Linked DNA regions of Sus scrofa: region 1 is linked to region 2. Evidence: chromatin contacts called from public HiChIP or PLAC-seq data. All regions are on one chromosome and are shown on one strand. Each heading gives the region's core, a stretch centred on a gene start, on an enhancer-like site or on the middle of the called end of the contact. The rest is flanking DNA. Distances are from core to core; before and after follow the strand shown. Region 1 holds the start of LRWD1 (leucine-rich repeat and WD repeat-containing protein 1). Region 2 holds the start of PRKRIP1 (PRKR-interacting protein 1).

Region 1 (2,700 bases), core at 88-2,587, 82 kb before region 2:
AGCAGACCTCCACAGACAAGACGCCAAGCACCACTGTCAGGCTCAGGACCGCTCAGCTGCCCCCCATACCCCACCCTCAGTGTCCTCCAAACATTCACTTCCATCACTGGCTCCTCAAGGCCCCCAACGACTCCCAAGCACCAGAGACACCTTCCCGCCCCTTACCCTGCTGGTCAGCTCCCGGTTCAGGTTCTCCACCTGAGAGCAAGTGGAGGAAGCATCCTTGCCATTGACCTTGCGGAGCTTGGGCAGGAGGAAGGAGACTTTCAGGTTGTCACTGACCTGGGGGGTGAGGGAAGAGGAGCTTGTGGTTGCCTCAGCCTGTGGCTGAGCCCAAGCCCATAGAGTGCTGGCCCTGGGCATGGAGCCGCCGGGGGCCCACACTTACTGTCAGGAAAGGATTGCCCTCCAGGCTGAGCTCCTCGAGCTGTGGGAACTGGCACAGGGCAGTGACGTCGCCCAGCTGGTTGTTGGCGCAGCGGAGGATGCGCAGGTGGGACAGGCCCAGGTTGGCGGGCAGTGTCTCCAGCTGGTTGTTGGAGAGGTCCAGCTCTTGCAGCTGCTTCAGGCGGCTCAGGAGCTTGGGGTCCAGATGCTCTGAGAGCAGTTTCAGCCCTGACAGGCTGGGGGGAAGGGCAGAGAGGACGGGCTTAGGGGGTGTGCGGGCCTCCCACCTGCACCCATGGCAACCCAGGCACTTCACAAGGCTTTTCTGCCTGACATTTTCCCGCGTTTTCCCAACATCCCCCCACCTTTAGCTTAGAACTTCTTTAGAACCTGGAGCAGCTGGCCCCCTCCAGGATTCTTTTCCTGATCCTCTGGGGGCGGGGAGGGGGGAGGTGTCTCTGCTTTCCAGGTCCTCTGTAGTTATCTCAACAGGTTGCTCCCTATTCCTTATGCAAGATTTTCTCCCCAGCAGCCCAGGCCCACCAGACCCGTCTCATAGCGAGAAGACGGCGTTTGGGCCGAATGATTAAAGACTCTGTGGAACCGACAGGGTGATAACGAGGCCGGACAGGGAGAGAGGAAAGATCCCAGGTTTTCTTCCCAATCGCCCGGCGACCCAGGCCCGGCGGTAGGCTGTGTAGCCCCAGCCCTTACTCTAGGCTCCGGATCTTCCCCAGCCGGTCGCTCTTGGGTCTCCCCCGCTGGATGAGCAGACGCACCGAAAGGGGGCCCATGGCGGGGAGGCGCGGCTCGCGGTGGCCCGAACGGCGGCACGGGACTCCGGTGCTGGCGCCAGCGGTTTGCCGAGTCCAGGAGGTGGCGCCGCGCGAATCCGTCGCCGGCGACGACCGGAAGGAAGCGGCCCCGCGGGCCTCATGTCCCGCCCGCGGACTACAACTCCCGGCGGCCCCCGCGGCCCTGCGCCTGCGCTCTGGCTGCCAGGACGCGGCGATGGCGGCTGCGGCGGTGGCGGCCCCCGAGGTCCTTCGGGAATGCGGCTGCAAGGGCATCCGGACCTGTCTGATCTGCGAGCGGCAACGCGGAGGTGACCCGCCCTGGCAGCACTCCCCGCAGGTGAGGGCTGGGAGAGAAGGGCCGCGCCCACAACTCCATTCTTCATCCGGGAATCAGACCGGTCAGCGGTCCTACCGAGGGGGGCGTAGCGGGGTGAGGAGATGACGGCTTTGAGGAGTGAGCTGGGAGTGGCGAAGGGCCTGGGACGTGGGTAAGGTTCGACAGCAGCTCACCCCGAACTTGTGTGGAGTCTGACAGCAAACATAGCGCCCCCGTGTCTGGGGCGGGAAGCTTTAGGGTCCGGTGACGAGACCCACGAAGAGAGTAGATGGGGCCGAAAACCGGGGCAGAGGGCCTCGGATGGAAGTGGGCAAGGAGGAAATTCATTCCAATGAACTCATAAAAAAAGGGACCCTGGGCCACGGAGGGCGGCAGGGGCGTTCCAGCTGGGGAACTGCTTGGGCCGAGGCCTGGGGAAGGTGGGTGATGCTTCAGGTGAGGGAGGCCGGTGGGCCTGACCACAGAAGGCAGGCTGGACTTGCCCTGAGGGCCATGGCGAGCTCTTGAGGGTTTTAAAGGGAGTTACATGTGAATTTTAGAGAGGTCCCGGGAAGGGGAGGAATGGATGGGAAGGAAAGGAGACTGGGAAGCCAGTGAAGCAACTGCCACAGGCTTGAAAAAGCTTGAAAGTTCCTGTGGAAAATAGTGGCAGTTCCTCAGAAAAATTAAAGTAGAGCTGCCATATGACCCAGCAGTCCCCCTTCTGGGTATGTCCCAAAAGAATTGAAAGCAGAGTCTTGAAGAGCTACATAGCAGTTACAGTAGCTGAAAGGTGGAAGCAACCCAGGTATCCAGGGACAGATGAAAGGATGAATAAAACGTGGTCCATCCATGCCATGGAATATCATTCAGCCTTGAAAAGGACAGAAGGGAATCCAGGCACTTGCTACAACAAAGACGAACCCTGAGAACATTAGGCAAAGTGAAATAAGCCAGTCACAAAAAGGCAAATACTGCATGTTTCCACTTACATGAAGTCCCTAGGGTAGTCACATTCACCCAGACAGAAAGTAGAATGATGGGAGTTCCCATTGTGGCTTAGCAGATTAAGAACCCGACCAGTATCCATGAGGATTGTGGGTTTGATTCCTGGCCTCACTCAGTAGGTTAAGAATCTGGAGTTGCCACGAGGCGCAGCTTAGGTCACATATGCGGCTTGGATCCAGTGTTGCTGTGTGG
Region 2 (2,700 bases), core at 7-2,506:
AGACATGGCTCGGATCCCGAGGTGCTGTGGCTCTGGTGTAGGCTGGCAGCTGCAGCTCTGATTAGACCCCTAGCCTAGGAACCTGCATATGTGGCGGGTGCAGCCCTGAAAAGACAAAAACAAAAAACACAAAGCAGAAAAACAACAATGCAGAAAAAAATACTCTAATGCCAAGCCATAGCAACAATACCCCTTCACTGTAAGAGCGAAATACTGGATCAGTGAACTTTTTTCCTCCCTATGAGAGAGGTAATCAACAAATACTAGCTGCAAAGTTTTTATATCTACACTTTAAAGACCACATCCGAAAGACATTACCCATTACATCTCGGACAAATTCCGGGGGAGGTCGAGGTGCCCATTCACTCACTTTTTCTGGAATTGGAACTGCTTTGTCCTGCAACACACAGAAAGCATTTATATGTACAAAGTCACAGCTTTTACAAAGAACTGGACTAATGAAGTACAGTTGTTTTGCTCCTTGGACCCAAAGCCGAGTGTCTCTTCTTCCCTCTGCCTTTTCTTCTCCCCATACACTATGGATTCTATCACAACCCACAACTTTCCAGGGCAGACCTCAGAAATGTAAGACATCATTTAGGGCTGGAAACCTCCGACTTTAAAAACTATTATTCGAAGAGAGTCAACCCTTCTTAGTCAAAGGTGGAAGAGACCTTCGCATCCAACATTTTCATGACTGAGGGGAATGACTTGCCCCAGTTGTCTCGGCTAATGCCTCTCTAACAGCTGGTGCTATTTAGGAGAAAAATATCCTTGGGCTAACCCACGGATTCTCTCTCTCCAACTTAAGGCTTCTTTTCACACGGTTAAACTGGAAAGAGCCTTAAAGCACGGGAAGCCACCCCATAAGCCTTCACCCAGGCTGGGCTCTAATGTAAAGGCAGGAGAGAGCTCACTATCTTTGGGGCAGCCTACTTCTTCCTCAGGTCTGACTCTAGATTTCGGGTTCTGAGTTCTAGAGTTCAGAGGGGGGGAAAGTGGACCCGCAGGCGTCCGGAGATGCCGGAACCGAAGGAGGTGGGACTCGGGGGGGCCGTCAGCCCTCTGTCTCACCGGGTTCTTCATGAGCCGTTCCAGCTTGAGCTTCTGCTCCTCCGCCGCATTCTTGGGGATGACGAGCGTCTGCGGCTCTTTCTTGGGCCTGGGCGGTCGCACCGAGGAGGCAGCTGAACTCGCCATGACTACTCTCCAGCCTCCCTGTGGAGGGGCGGAAGCGGCGGCGCGCGTATGACGACAGAGCCGCGCGCCTGCAACGCACGCGCAGTCTCCTCGCTGGGCGGGGCTGGGGCGGAGTTGCCGGCCGGAAGCGGGCTGCTGAATATTCATGAACCCAAGGCCGAGAGGGGTTATATTGATTAAACCTGCTAGATTTCATTTCCTGTTTCTGAGCAAATGAGGGCAGCGAATGCTCTTGCCCCTGGGGGAGAGGTGGCCCTGCGTGCCCGAGGGTCCGGCCCTAGCAGACCTTTCCAGTCGTGGCGCGCACTGTGGCTCCGCCGCCGCTCAGCTAATGGCTTTGAGCATCCTCCACTCCCACCCCCACCCCCGCCCCCGCCCCCAGGGCCTTTGTCTGGACCGCTCCTCCTCCCATTTCTGACAGTCTTAAGACAGCGCGAACAAGTCACTGTGAGTTCCCTGAGGACTGGCACTGCTTCTCTTTTCTCACCTCGAATTACTCTGCACCTGGCTCCCTGCAACTATACCTCGGTCGAGTGAACGGGCTTTCTTATGATAAGGAGGGTAGCTGCCCCTCACATCTGGGAGCTGGCCTGGCATTCACTGCTAGGCCTTGGTATTCAGCGGGACGTAAACAATTTTCCAGAACACCGCCATCGTGCAAGGCCGTTGTGTGGCCATGATGGAGCAAGGCATAAACAAGACTGCTCTGTAATCATGTTCAAAGTCAAATAAAAACAAGAATATTGTTGGAATCAGTCTTGGTCTGATTCCAACAATATGAAACATTTCCCCATTCTGACTAATATGAGTAACTGCTGCTTCTTTATAGCATTAGCCTCCCACTTTAAATATTTACTAAGGCTTGCAATTGTAGAGCCGTCCCAGCTTCCTGACATCTAGTCCAGAGAAAAAGCCCACTTGCTTGAACCCTCCCCCAGATCACCTGACCCAGGCCCAAATTCTTTAAGTCTTTTTAAACACTCTTACTGAAGTAAATGCAGTCTTCCTTCTCAAAAGAGGCATTGAGCCCAATTCGTTCAACGATAAGTGTGTTCCTGGTGGTATTCAGAATATTTCTCATAGAGAGTGGAAGTTCTGTCTTGTTCATTGGTATAGTCCCAGTGCCTGGGGCAAGGCCTGGCCTATGGCACAATACTCAATAAACACTTGCTAGATGGGGAGTTCTCACTGTGGCGCAATGGGATCAGCGGCATCTTGGGAGCACTGGGACGCAGGTTCAATCCCAGCCCTGCACAGCAGGTGAAGGATCCGGTGTTGCCGCAGCTACAGCTTAGGTCAAAACTATGGCTCAGGGAGTTCCCGTTGTGGTGCAGCGGAAACTGATCTGACTAGTAACTGTGAAGTTGCGGGTTTGATCCCTGGCCTTGCTTGGTGGATTAAGGATCCAGCATTGCTGTGAGCTGTGGTGTAGGTCGCAGACGTGGCTTGGATCTGACATTGCTGTGGCTGTGGCCTAGGCCTCCAGCTACAGCTCTGTTT

The links. HiChIP or PLAC-seq counts read pairs in DNA pulled down with a chosen protein or histone mark.
Region 1: a contact with region 2 is called in an H3K27ac HiChIP or PLAC-seq map of alveolar macrophages. The contact joins the promoter of LRWD1 here to the promoter of PRKRIP1 in region 2. A contact is called at or near these places in 4 of 47 Hi-C or Micro-C datasets (fetal skeletal muscle, liver and omental adipose tissue) and 1 of 2 datasets of contacts at active chromatin or transcription factors (alveolar macrophages).

Annotation. Positions count from the first base shown.
Region 1 is chr3:9,804,888-9,807,587 of Sscrofa11.1, reverse strand. LRWD1 (leucine-rich repeat and WD repeat-containing protein 1) reads right to left here and starts at 1,337. Exons shown (of 15, transcript XM_021086276.1): 1 at 1,102-1,337; 2 at 389-623; 3 at 166-282. The coding sequence starts at 1,181. It overlaps ALKBH4 (alpha-ketoglutarate-dependent dioxygenase alkB homolog 4), which reads left to right and starts at 1,358. Exons shown (of 3, transcript XM_003480995.4): 1 at 1,358-1,521. The coding sequence starts at 1,399.
Region 2 is chr3:9,722,544-9,725,243 of Sscrofa11.1, reverse strand. It overlaps PRKRIP1 (PRKR-interacting protein 1), which reads right to left and starts at 1,256. Exons shown (of 7, transcript XR_002342313.1): 1 at 1,075-1,256; 2 at 319-397.